Linked DNA regions of Mus musculus: region 2 is linked to region 1. The links are chromatin contacts, called in public Hi-C maps. All regions are on one chromosome and are shown on one strand. Each heading gives the region's core, a stretch centred on a gene start, on an enhancer-like site or on the middle of the called end of the contact. The rest is flanking DNA. Distances are from core to core; before and after follow the strand shown.

Region 1 (7,214 bases), core at 3,512-6,011:
TTTTACTCTAGAATGTTCTGTCCTGTATGTCATGTTTGGACTTTACCTCTGGCTTCACTTTTCCTAGGAAAACTCCCAGAAACCACCATAACTCTGACCCTAGCAAACTAACCCAAGATGGAATTTGGCACATGTTAAGTATTAAGCAATAAAAACTGTTATGAGGTTTTAAAAAAAATGAAGTGTTTTTTCAAAAGATCATGGTGTGCTGAAGACAGATTGTTGGAGATGGCTTGTCCTGCTTCTTGAATGTTGGTTGTTAGATTTTCAGGAATTTCACAAGCCAGTTGTTAAACACTACTGTTTTAAAAATCTAAACCATCTAAGTGGATAATTTAAAAGCTATAGTATAACAAAGAAGAGATATATGCAAAAATCTCCTCTTACAGTTGCGAAGTTTTTACTGCTTCTTCTGTCTTGACTTCATCTACATCTAATTTATCTGCACAGGAGAAACGCTGTGTGAGGATACTCTAATGCATTCATTCTCCAGCTCTTCATTCAATAACGCTGGTTTTTTACTGGTATAATTACACTATGAAAATCAACAAATGTAGCATATGGAAACCTTGCCACATGCACCAACGTCTAAACACACTATTACAAAAAAGGAAGCAATGTCTTCCAGGTGTACTTTGCAAAAATCAGACATGACATAGGAAGACCATTCATAGACAGTATGGCGTCTATCGCCAGGACCCTAAATTACCCAGCCATGTAGCTTACACACGGAGCCCTTATTTTCCTAAACAAAAAGGTTTATCCTGACTCATGCTATCATATTTATGAATAAATCAAATGAGGCCAATTGTGGACACCGATGCTGATATAAGTTGAATCAAACAATAGAATATCCACCTGCTATGCCTGATAGATACAAACAAACTAGTATATGTGTATATACAAAGCAACCTTATGTGGTGGTTTGAATAGGAATGATCCCCATAGACTCATATGTATGAATGTTTGGCCCATAGGGAGTAACACTACTAGGAGGTGTGGCCTTGATGGAGTAGGTGTGGCCTTGTTGGAGGAAGTGTGTGTTCCTGTGAGGTCAGCTTTGAGATCTCATATGTTCAAGCTAGGCCTGGTGTGGTAGTCTCTTTCTAGTGCCTGCAGATCAAGATGTAGATCTCTTAGCTCTTTCTCCAACACCATGTCTGCATGTATACACCACCACATTTCCCCACCATAACAATAATGGACTGAACCTCTAAAACTGTAAGCCTCAATCAAATGTTTTCAAATAAGTTACCTTGGTCATGATGCCTCTCCATAGCAATAGAAACCCTAACTAATGCATCATAGAAGAGACTACTAATCTTGAACACACAAGTGTCTGGTGCAATCCAACAACAAATAAAAACTAATATAGTGGAACAAAGAGAGAGAAAACTAGCTTTTAGACCAAGTTACTCTGAAAACCTAATCTAAAAATGTATATAAATCAATGAATTTTCCTTTTCGTTTAATTAGACTGAAATTTAGATGTACTCACTGATACATGTAAAGACTCAGTATTTGGATTTTTAGATGAAAAGGTTACACAGAGAAAGTAAATATTCTTATTTCTTCTATTCATGATTCTGTAATTTTAATTAAAGAGCAAGCTTGTGACAGGCTGAATTTTTTATTGTACATTTTTGTTTGTATGTTTAATTAGAACTGCATCCTGTGTAAGTAGAAAACTGGAGTGAGTCCTTGATATAAGTTTGCATAATTGAATTGGTTAGTAAGTCAGAGGAGGTTACATTCTGCAAGAAGTGGAGTGAGTTGGAGTAAATGCTTGTTTTCTTCTTTGGCCAAATAAATATTTGAATTCATCAGCTTTCACTGGTGACTGTCCCAAAGAAAAGGAATGAAGGCTGTTCTGACCCCGCAGTTCAGTGGAGATTTCTAGTGGCACAAAATAAAAATGAACCTTGTTTTTTTTTTGTTTTGGTTTGGTTTGGGGTTTTTTTTTTTTTTTTTACTGTTGTTGAATTTATTATAGAAAGTTGACTACCAAATACTGCATTATACTTTCAATTGTTACTAGGTGGTGATGCAGGTGAAGTCAAGGGTTGAGGGAACAGTCAGGGTTTCTGCAGACAAGGGTCAAAGAGCCTCAGATGCCCTCCCTAGGAAGTGGCCAGGCCAACAGGTCACTAGGCAGAGGACATTCCTTACCAACAGACTCTGGGCACCAAAGTTCACAGCCAACTGCACACACTTGGGCTGGTCTAAGCAGACTAATGCTGGACAGAGAGGGTACAACCTTGTGCCATCCACCTCTCCTCTGTGCTGTGCTGGGCTAGACTCAATGCTGGGATACATCAGCCTGTGCAGAAGTTTGTGCCTTCTTTAAGGGATACCTGACATAAGCACTAGGGAAACCTTGCTTTGGTCTATGTTTTCTCGATGTTGCGTGTCTAGAGAAAACCGAAGGAGTAAGGCCATCATGAGCATGCTTCAAAAAGTCTGTGTGTGTGATTTCACACGCAGAATCACTAGTTAGTCAAATGGCTCTTCATTGTCTTCCAGGAGTCTGGATTGCCTGCGACTGGAAGAGTAAAGACAAGTCTGACAACAGGGCTGTGTGCATCTGAATGAAAGCTGTCCTTTGTGCTGCAGAGGGAGACTCAGAACAGTGAATACTCATTGTGAGTAGCTCGGTTACATTTCAAGGCAGAAATAGCAAGCATCTCTGGAAACAGAATCTTCCTGCTTACATATTCTTTCCACTTAATTCCCTGTTTCTTTTCTCCACGATCCTGAAATTATTCAATATACAACATATGTTTATTTACTTTTACTTCAATTCGCCCTGCACTTCCCAGATTGAAAGCTCTAGGAAAGCCATGGTTTGTTTCTAGTTATGTTCATTGTTGTATTCTCAATACCAGAAACGGAACTTGATGAATAATAAATGTTCAATAAATATTTGATTAAATGGATGGCCTATCAAATGGCCATTTATGACAATCAATTCATAAATTAAAACCTAAAAATGGCCTCTTTTGGGAAAAAGAGGGCTTGGGGGGTTTTATTTGTTTTTAAATTTAGTGCTCTTTTTCCTGTTTCATATTTCTAGGCACAAGAACGGCTCTTAGGATACCACATGGAAGCTGAAATCACAAGTCTTAAGGGGTCTTGACGTCCATCAGGATCCTTCAGAGGAGAGCTGCACCCAGGTCAGCACTGACGCTCATCTGGCAACAGCAGCTCTATTACCTAGAATTCAGAACAACAGAAACATCGCTGTTGTTTCCAAAAACAGGGCTGATGGACCACATGGCAGCCACTGTGTCCAGGGTGGCTGTAAGCTCCCGTGTGGGGCATGTATTGTGTTACTCCATCATTGGATCTTTAGTGACTATGGTAGCTCCTAGCCTATAAAACCTTGGCATCACTTACCAGAAGCCTAGAGAAACTCGGCAAGCTCAGCAGCAATCTGGGGGCCCTTGCTCTTAAGGTACAAAACAGTTTGGGAAATATGCCCAGAATCTAGGAGATAAACTCTATAAAGGTTTCCATGTGCTGCTGATACAGTATAGACTTAGAAATGGGTTAGTTCAATCAAGAAGTACAAGTTGAAGAAATTAGCTGGGATGGACAAGTTATATGAATATATAAACAGGAAAAGCATTGGCAGAGAATGTGTACTGCCTGAATCCACAACTTAAACACTAGCAGGAGCTTCGTTGCTTTGGAATAGCTATGGAACATGGTGTTCTGAGGACATGTGTATTTATGGAGAGGCTATGGAACTGGCAGCTGGACTCGTGTTTGGGTGGCTTTTTTAAACCAGCTGTGGTAATGTCACTATTTGTGAATTAATTAAAATAAAAATATTTTCTTTCAAAGCAGTACGGTTTTTTTAACTTAAATTTAAATCTTTGTACCTTAATGGTTGAATACAATCTATGAGATCGTGTCAATTTGCTTAACGTTCTAACTGTAGATAAATATTCCAACCTCATAAGTAACTGACAGGAGACCCCAGCAGTCAAATACTACACAAAAGACTCAGTAAGGCTCACTGGAACGTTATCTAATAGATTACACAGAGGTCCCAGTTGTCCTCTTATTGATTAAACTGGAAACTTTTATTTTTATTTTTATTAGTAACTATGCACTATGAATATAAAAAATCGGTTATCTATATTCATTTTGTTTCAAAAGTATTGATTTTAATAACCTTTAAACCATTTCCAAACAAAACTATTTCCAATACTTCAAATTTTTTATTTAAAAAATAACGTTTTGAAAATGAGTAAAAAAAAATACATTTCTCATCTGGTATTTAAATGTCTGAAATGCCATTTCTCTGAAGCAATCACCTCTTTCCTAAATATGCTAATAGCAGCTGGATTTTATGTTTATAATTATCCTCTACTATCCCCATTCAAGATACGTCTTATTGTACAGGGTCTCCTTTTTCAAGATTGAAAAAAGGAGACCCTGTACCTTTAATAAAGGAACTGGTGAAAGCTTTCTTTCCAAATTTGTTCCTTGGCTTCCAAGTGACGAAACTAGCTGTAATTTGAGAGTCCTGCAATCCTCAGGATATCTTTAGCCAAGGGGAAAGAAAACGCTGCATTCCCACCCAGTCCAGGGGTTGAAACAGTGTCAGAACAGCTTCCCTTAGCTACTAGCTCCGTCTCCCTGGAGCCAGAGGGAACTCCGAAGGTGACCGCAAAGCCAGCGCCTGGAGCAGCAGGTCCCCAGTCGGTGGGTCGGGCTATCCTGCTAAAACAGCAAAGGTCCAGCCTCTCAGTAGAGAGAGGATCAGGGACGCTGAGGAGCGTGGTGCACACCGCTGCTGCGTAGAGCCACATGAAGCCTGTGGAGGAACCAGGATCAGAGAGCGGCAAGCGAGCTGCGCCTGAGGAGGGCGCCTTCTCCCGAAGCCGCTGACACCCGGGGGAACCTTTTTCCTTGTTCCTGGACTAAAACGCTTCTCCCGAATATCCAGAATGGTGTTCCCGAAGTTGATCTGGATGGGTTTCTTTTGCCACCTGTGTCGAGGCTACTTTGATGGCCCCCTGTACCCAGAAATGTCTAATGGGACTTTGCATCATTACTTCGTGCCTGATGGAGACTATGAGGAGAATGATGACCCCGAGAAATGCCAGCTGCTCTTCAGGGTGAGTGATCGCAGGCGCTGCTCCCAGGGGGAAGGGGGCCAAGCCAGTAGCTTGCTGAGCCTCACTCTTCGAGAGGAGTTCACAGTACTGGGCCGCCAGGTGGAGGATGCTGGACGCGTCCTGGAGGGCATCAGCAAGAGCATCTCCTACGACCTGGATGGGGAAGAGAGCTATGGCAAGTACCTGAGGCGGGAGTCCCACCAGATCGGGGATGCCTACTCCAACTCTGACAAGTCCCTCACTGAGCTGGAAAGCAAGTTCAAGCAGGGCCAAGAGCAGGATAGCCGGCAGGAAAGCAGACTCAATGAGGACTTCCTGGGGATGCTGGTCCACACCAGGTCCTTGCTGAAGGAGACACTGGACATCTCTGTGGGGCTCAGAGACAAATACGAGCTGCTGGCACATACCATCAGGAGCCATGGGACCCGCTTAGGTCGACTGAAAAGCGACTATCTGGAGGGTGGGGCACAGAAGACAGGCTAATATTTCCATTGTAACTGCTTCATTTTATCCAAATTTGCACTTTCAGAACACGTCTGAAGTCATCTTTCGAAAAGAAAGAAAAATTTTAATAAGTTGAGTTATTCTGATTTTAGTTTGGTTTTGTGCATTATTTATGTTATTATTAAGGATTTTTCACTTGCAAAAAAAAGCAATTTTAAACTAACCCCTGGGTTATTTCCTAAAGGGTTTTATTGCTCTAACAGAATCTCTTCTTTCGACTCCATCTAAAGGATGCATTTGTGTGGAAAGACTGATTAAACTTCCACATCCTGGCGGGGGACGAGGTGCGTGGCTCCTTTGCATCAGCAGGCTTCTCTTTGGTCTCTGAAGGCTGAGATGCCTGATTTTCAGATGAGGTCCCAGGTGTGTGGCATGCCTGCCAGACAAGGAAGTTCATTGATTCTCCTTTCGCTCTTATTTATTTACCATGTTCTTAGTTGTTTCTGTTTTGTTGTAAGAGTGTTATTGAGAATTTGCATGCAAATCACCACCAGTAAGATGTTCAAAGTTCCATTGTGGGTTTGTGTAAGTTGAAGATGCAACATTTAAGATAGCAAAACTTTAGGGTGGTTGCCCACTCATGATGTGTCTTTCACTTCACCATCAAAGAAACAGATTGCTTAACACTCAAGTGTCTATGATTTAAGTTGTCAGCATGTTTTTTTCTTCTTGGACTCAGATAGCATTGCTTCCTTTTGTTTATTGAAAACTTATATTTCCAGAGGGAGGGTCTAACTATAGAAATCCCTTATGTACATTTTATTACTCAGCCAATAAATGTTTTCATATAATACTGGCTTTTTTTCTAGTTTACAGTCATAACTCTCATATTTCAGAGAGGGACTAGTGCAAAGGAGAGGGGAGATAGGATTGAAGCCAGTTTATCAGAGTATATGATAAGGATGAGATTTTAAAAAGAAAAACAGAGGGAGAAGGTGCTGTATTTTTGAGTATCTTACCCTGTCTGCTCACATACACCATCCTAGTAAGGGGTAGTGGGATCTAGCCTGTACAAGAATTATACATTTGATTTCCACTCTTCTGATGGAAAAATCTTAAATTTCTCTCATTTTTCATAGACTCCATTGGAAATGTGTGACAAAGGTCCATATCTCCTATGCACTCATTCTGTGTTAGTGATGCCTAACAATTTGAAAGCTATTTCTATGCTCTTAAAATAAATGAATTAAAATGTGAAAATGCATTTTATTTCAATTCTTCCCTGGGCCAATATTTATCACCACCTTAAATATACTTTCTTTCCACTTGCATCCACACACAAAGTATGCAAGAGTTCACATTCTGTTCAGCAGTGATCCCATTTTTCTATCCTCTATGCAAAGAAAGGATTTATCTGCTATATACATTTGTCTCAGGGTTACTTTAAAGGGCTTCCTTCTTTAAAGGAAGGACAAAAAATATTGATCAGAACAAATATGATATTTGGTACTTGAGTTTGTAAAGTCAGATTGCTTCCAGCCTGAAAATAACAATATTGCCCCAAAAGCACTCAGCTACAACATACAGACAGACAAATCAAATGGAATCTTCTTATTTTGCCTGTTGTAATAGGATATTGGA
Region 2 (7,214 bases), core at 2,574-5,073, 57 kb after region 1:
TTATGAACTAACCAGTACCCCGGAGCTCTTGACTCTAGCTGCATATATATCAAAAGATGGCCTAGTCGGCCATCACTGGAAAGAGAGGCCCATTGGACTTGCAAACTTTATATGCCCCAGTACAGGGGAACACCAGGGCCAAAAAGGGGGAGTAGGTGGATATGGGGGACTTTTGGTATAGCATTGGAAATGTAAATGAGCTAAATACCTAATAAAAAATGGAAAAAAAAACTTATTCTTTTTTTTATTTTATTTGATTTTTCTGTTTTGCTGAGTTATAATTGACAGAATTCTATTTTAAAGTAGTAAATAGAATATTTTAATGTACCTGTAACTTTTCAAATAACTTTCACAATCAAATTAATAAATATCTAATACTTCCCATACTCATCACTGTGTGACTGTGTGTGTGTGTGTGTGTGTGTGTCCATGTGTGCTTGCTTGTGTGTGTATGTGTTTGTGTACTGAGAGCATTCCAAATCTATTTCTTATAAAATTTCCAGCATCAGTAAGTTTTACATGTTCTTGCCATGCTATATTAGATAGCTAGAAGTTACTTATTGTACACAATTAAATCTCTGTCTCTGACTAGTAGCTCGCATTTTCACCTCTAAGTCTCCGTTCTCCTTTTAGCCAATAAGTGTTCAATATGTTTACAGTCCACAAATAAGTGAGATTAAACAATACTTGTGTCTGTGTGTATGGCTTACCTCATTTAGCACAGTGCCCATTATATTTCATACATATTATCACAAATGACAAAATGTCCTTCCCTTGCATGGGTAGATAATATTCCTGTGTGTGCATCTCACATTTCCCTTAAGATTTCATCCATCCATCTGCGAACATTTCAACTGAGTCAACATTCTGACTATGGTGATTGATTCTCCATACAGAAGGGTAACGATCTCTTCTGCACACTGATTTCATTTCCTTTAGATATCAAGCAGGGGAATAGCTGAATCATGAGCACTTGAAGTCTTAACTTTTTGAAAAGCAGATTCTACGCTATTTTGCTTGGTAAATTTGTACCCCTCACTATTCATTCTACTTTTCTTTGCCAACACTTGAAGACATTCTGTAATATTGATTGGAACAAGGACAAGGAGATTTCTCATAATGGTTTGGCTTTGTATTCTCTGAAAATAATTGTCAAATTTTTCTCACAGACATGATGGCTATTTTTACATCTTCTTTTGAGAACTGTCTGTGCAGAGTCCCTTTCACTTTTAAGAGACCTTATTGCATTGTATGCTTTCTTTACACTTTTTGCTTGGAGACCCTTACCTAAGGTATGGTTTCCAAATATAACTGCCTTTCCATTCTGAATGAAGAACCCAAATTTAATCTTCCAAATATGGATAGGTAGTACTCCCAGCAACATGAAGAGGACTTTTTTTTTTAGTATCTTGAAAATTTACATAAATATATTGACATTGAATACATGGATTTACTTCTGGTCTCCCTAGATTTTCACTTTTCATATCAACTCTGTTACTTTTGCCCCTATTGCTTTAAAATATATTTTGAGACCATGTGTTATAATGCAACCAATTTTGTATCTCTTTCCTGGTTGGTGGCTTGGCTATTTAGAAACCATTGTTGTTGCTATACAAATGTCAGGAGTAACTTTCCTATTGCCTTGAATCGTGTTATTGGCATTGTAGATTATTTCAGTATCATGGGTATTTTAGCAATATTGAGTACCCTAATTCATGAGTACATACTATTTCTTATAGTTGTCTTCAAATAATTTCATAGTTTTCCTAACAGTTTCAGTGTATATGTTTTGTCTCCTATGTTAAATTAATCCCAAGTTGTTTCATTGATGATGCTGTAAATAGGATCGTGCTCTTATAATATGAATATTCCTATGGTGGTTTTGTATCCTGAAATCTTCCTATCTCCTTTTAACAAATGTTCCTTTTGTGGAAAAAGGAAAAATATTTCACTGGACAGACTTACATAATACACAGTATATGAAATAGAAATAGAGGAAGCTGAAAATATAACTATGTCCCATATTTATACTGAAAAATCAGTATTATATTAGTAAGGAAGCAAAATAAGGTAGAATCAATACATGTAGCCCAATATCAGTCACAGATCTTTCTAGAGTAAATTAAATAAGTTTTTTTTTTCTAAGAAATAATTGAGACCATTTGATCCCAGACTTTTGTTTACATTGTAAACCTCTGTTTCCATTGTGGTATGGTAATCTTTGTATCTTGTAATACCACATGTACAAAAGAAGATATTGTTACATATGAGTGCTAACTTTTGCTCAATGCCCAAGCAAGTGAAAGAGTACTGCTTTCTGAATCAAGCATCACATGATACCACTGTGCTAAAGAAAGCGTGAACAAATTTATAAAGGACAGCCACACTACTGTTCTTGGCCAAAAATGTCCCATCGACCACTTTTATGCACACCATGGGCTAAGAATATTTGTTATATTTTGAATGGAATTTTAAAATTAAGACTACAAATGAGAAATTATATATGCTCTACAAACCTAATAGCCTAGAAGTCCTTTTGTAAAGATTATTTGGTGACCCCTGACAGATTTTTTTAAAATAGTGCTATTTCTCTCTTTTGTCAAAGGATTTATTTTGTTTTTAATTATGTGTATATATGTATGCCTACGTGTAGGTTTGAGTAGGTGACAGCAGTTTGCCAAAAGTCTTTGCTTTGCTTGGTCGGTCCCTGGTGCTGTTTCAGTATCGGATACAGTGAAGGTGTGTATAAGCAGTTACTGTGCTGTGTGTCTGTCTTCCTCTCTTATCCCAAGGTAGCACTGCCTCTCTGCTCTCTTCTGTTAGAAGAGCTAGAGGTGCTAATGGTCCTATGAAAACACTTAAAGCATTCTGGTTTTTTCATGTAAACTTTATCTTTTTACTAATGTCTACTCTTTGAATATATATTGAGAACCCTAGATAAACATGAAAAGTTAAGTCTATAACATTCCCTGATTCCTGAATGTCAGGTATACGGTCACTAATGAAATAAAGAGTTGCCCAGTCTAAGTACCCTGGTGCCTTTCTTTCATGAGATTTCTTCTCCTGTAACTACTGCATTGCTACAAATTTGATGGATTTTGTAATAAAAAGGAGCCATACATTCCAATCAGAATATAGATTCATAAAGCTCCCCCCATAAACATTCCAGATAAAGTAAGACATTCCAAACAAGCAAAGGCAGAAAACAAACCCAGTAAGCTTTTAAAGGACTTTGGTATTTTTATATTCCAGTGAGAAATATACTGTGCAAGTAAAAAGTAAAACTAGAACAGAAATAGTACCATGTTCTAAGTCGCATTACCCTTTAAGCAAACTAATTGCATTAATATTCCCTTGATGGTAATTATGAATCATTGAAGCAGTTTTTGTTTCAAAAGCCAGATGCCTCTGTCATTGGTTAAAACAACAGAGGCATTTTGTGAGCTGGGACTGAAGTTCAACGGTAGAATGCCTGTCTCACGTGTTTAAAGTCCTGGGCTCACTAAAACACCAAAACAGAGAGGCAAACTTAACATTTTCCATTTGCGTAGCGGTTTTCCCACAGTGTTTATGCAAATGTGATTATATCACTGTGTTTGCCCTTGTTTCTTATTTTATAATCTAAAATTTCTGTTAAAAGAACAAGGAATTCTCTTGATTTGGATTTGATGTGGCATTTTTATCTTACAGCTAGTCACTGTGCTTCTGTTTACAACATGTGAAATACTCTAATCAGAACAAAGGTCCCGGCATGGGGCGAACTGTAGGCTCACACTGCTGAGTGGTAGGCAGAGGCCAGAGTCCACTTGCAGTATTGTAGAGATCAGGTTCAGGTACAATCTGCCAGCCTACTATAATTAACACTGATTTGTCCTAGCAGGTGGCTGATAGGATTTATCACCAAAGACCAGAAACATGCACTGTGCCATCCTAAAGGCAGAAGCAGTGGATGGGGCTCATTTGATGCAGATCTTTTGGCACGATGGGGCAGAGTCCCTCTACCCAGCAGTATGGCTGAGAGACAACTGTCAGTGTTCAGACTGCTACCTACATTCTGCAAAAGCTCGGAAACTTCTCCTGGAAGCTCTTGATGTAAACATTAGAATCGATGATTTGACATTTGACCGGAAAAAGGTAATTACGTCTAAATGCTCTTCCCCTTCTCTGTTGAGTTAGATCAAGGGGTTAGTCTATAGTAATTTAAGTAACTCTTTTTTAACTTCTCATATATAGAGGAAACCCTCCATGGACATGGTTGTACATTGTTTGATAGGGTAGGAATATTCAGTGGAAAAATCTACTGTTGTTATCACTACTACAACATTTTATATTTTTATTTTTAATAGGCTTACTTTTTATTTTAAATGAAATTTCATTACATCACCTTTTCTTTCTTTTTTCCTTCATCCAACTCATTCCATATTCTCCTCACTCCCTCTCAAAGTAGTGGTCAATTTCCCTTTAATATTGTTACATATACACATAAATAAACATATAAATATAGCCTACTGATATATTCTGGTTTCTCTTCAGAATGTATGATATTTTGATTTTAAAACTACTACCATCTTAATACCATATGCAAATTTCCATTTTTTATTCTTTTAGGGGGAAGCAGGCTTGAAACACAATCATGCAATTTATACCATGAAAATGGTGCATCTGGCACTCAGTTTGCTGCTCTATAAAGCTAGAAAAGTACAGAATTTGTCCACAGAAATGCCAAACGTTTGAGAGGCTCTGCCAGACCCAGACGAATACAGATGTGGATATATACAGCCAAACATTGGACTGAGTGTGGGGACCCCAATGGGGAAGTTAGAGCAAGGACTGTAGGAGCTGAAAGGGTTTGCAACCCCATAGGAAAAATAACAATATCAACCAACCAGATGACCCCCCCCAAAGCTCCCAGGGACTAAACCACCAACCAAACAATACACAGTAGGTACCCATGGCTCCAGCTGGATATGTAGCAGAGGACTGCCTTATCTTGTATCACTGAGAATGTAGGCCCTTGGTCCTGTGTAGGCTTGATGACCCAGGCCGCTGAGACAGGAGTGGATGGGGGGGGGAGCACCCTCATAGAGGCAGGGGAAGGGAGGAGGGGATAGATAGCATGTGGAGGGGAAACTGGGAAGGGGGATAACATTTGAAATGTAAATAAATAAAATACCCATTAAAATATAATCATTTAAAAAAAAACAGGAAAAGAAATGTCAGGGGATGAGACAATCTGGGTGCAAATGTTTATCCTGCAGAAGTCGCTCAGAAATCTTACTGATTAGCACTGTTTATCCAAACAACTGCATATGTGCATAAGGCATCCTAAAATCATCAGTCTCGGTGCCAACCACATGTGCTGTCGAACCTGCTTCTCTGTTGCTTATTTCCGAATCCTCCCCAGAAGGACAAACGTGACAGAAATGCCTGTCTTTCCCCACTCTTCTGTCCTCTCAGCTTTCTTCTCTATTCTCAATTCTCACCCTTAGTAGTCAGACCTTCTCAGAGGAAGTTTGAGTATAATCTACAGTGTGTAAAGCAGAGATGCCATGCTAGTAAAATTCTATTTCTAATCACTCTAATTCAGTAGTATTAAAAAGAAAAGCAATTGCAGAAGACAGAAATGTATAGTTGTGCAACATACAAATAGATGTTAATTGTCTTATACCACTCTTATTTCTCTCTTATAAGGTTTATATCACATGGCCCAATGACCATTACAGTGAATTCGAAGCTAACTGGCTGAAGAAAAGATGCTTTTCTCAACAGGCCAGAGCAAGGCTCCAAGGAGAATTGTTTTTACCAGGTAACATTGCAATGGTCTTCATTCTACACTAAAAACTTATAGTGAGAATTGATTGAAGAGAATACTATTATTTGAATTGACTATATTTACAGGACATGGTTCATTGAGTTAACACATACATATTACAAGCTGATCAAATCAATGTAATCAATATTTATATCTCTCATTTTCTAAGGATGTGCTCAGGAGCAAATTCAATCCCTTGTATCTTGGTTAAAATAATATTGTCATTTCTGAGAAATGCTTAACCTGTTAGCAATACAGATCATTTGCCCAAAACTGAAATGGAGAACAGAGCAGATGTTGGTATTCTAAAATACTGGCAGAGAAAGATACAGTAGGCTTGAGCCTGAATTAGCTGAAGTAAAAGCTGAGAGTCCAAGTTGTTTTCTCCACACTCTCTGCAAAGGAGTGGCATCAACCAGAGGTAGCTCACCCTCTTTAATGATATCTAAAGTCAGAACAGAACAAAACACAAATCCCTGTGCTGGTAGCCATGAGATTATGTGAGCAATGAAGCTGTAAAACAAGGAGCACAGAATTGAATCCGCTGTTAGGTCAAATGCAATCCCCTTTCTCGAGCATTTATATGGGTCTCCAGAGATTCTGTGAGCCGAAAAATGTTTAGGGATAACTCAAAGACGAATTTAGTGGCAAAGGGAGATGATAACATTTCTCAGATAATAGGCAAAATAAATGGGCAATTAAAATGAAAGTTCTAAGGGATACACAATAATACAGGAAGTGGGAGCATGTGTGAGGGTGGAAAGGTCTCTGATTTACTCCATATTGTTCTACTGATTACATATGGTTACGTATGTTCTAGAGATTACATTTGGTTGTGTGGTCAAAGGCAAACTCCAACCCACGTGAACTTTGCCTGTTGGTTAGAACCCTAACTCCCACAAGCCAGGCACATTTCCTGCATCCCCTTTTCCTCTGTCAACCCCATCTATCAGATCACTACCCTTTCAGGAAGTGGCTACTTGGCTAATCCCTTGCTGCCTCTCTCAGGAACGCTGAGTCATATACTCAATGAGGTTCTACTTTCCTTCTTCCAAACCTGAAACTCCCTCATGTGCAATAACTGTCTGGGATTTTAAAACGAGCCTTACAGCAGTTCACTAGAAGTGGAGATGTTACTTACTAATCAACTTACCAGGCCACATTCCTTTCACCTATGGATGTCAATCACAAGGTACCAGAGTCTCCCCTTCTCTTTAAGCACAGGTCAGTCTTGTCAAGAATTCAGTTTCTCTAAGTGTGTGGTCTCACCACCGTGACAGCTGATAAGGATTTGTTCCATTGCTGGGTCTGAACCAAGAATCAATTTTCCTTTATCTATCCCTGCTAGGTGGTTGAAAATAGATGAGTACATAGGAAAACCATTCATCCACATTCCTTCAGA

What was found. Hi-C and Micro-C count contacts between places; a contact is called where the count stands out from the background.
Region 2: a Hi-C map of uterus shows a contact between it and region 1, with 3 times the contacts expected there. The contact joins the promoter of Bbox1 here to the promoter of Fibin in region 1. A contact is called at or near these places in 4 of 39 promoter capture datasets (cranial neural crest, liver and second pharyngeal arch cranial neural crest), 5 of 484 Hi-C or Micro-C datasets (liver, nephron progenitors and uterus), 1 of 115 datasets of contacts at active chromatin or transcription factors (liver) and 3 of 9 other capture datasets (adipose tissue, liver and pancreatic islet).

The regions. Positions count from the first base shown.
Region 1 is chr2:110,360,540-110,367,753 of GRCm38.p6, reverse strand. Fibin (fin bud initiation factor homolog (zebrafish)) reads left to right here and starts at 4,761. Exons shown (of 1, transcript NM_026271.1): 1 at 4,761-6,829. The coding sequence starts at 4,959. The coding sequence ends at 5,612. All of the region lies in intron 2 of Gm30319 (a long non-coding RNA gene), which reads right to left.
Region 2 is chr2:110,302,334-110,309,547 of GRCm38.p6, reverse strand. Bbox1 (butyrobetaine (gamma), 2-oxoglutarate dioxygenase 1 (gamma-butyrobetaine hydroxylase)) reads left to right here and starts at 3,823. Exons shown (of 7, transcript NM_130452.1): 1 at 3,823-4,134; 2 at 5,692-5,806. The coding sequence starts at 3,916. All of the region lies in intron 1 of Gm30319 (a long non-coding RNA gene), which reads right to left.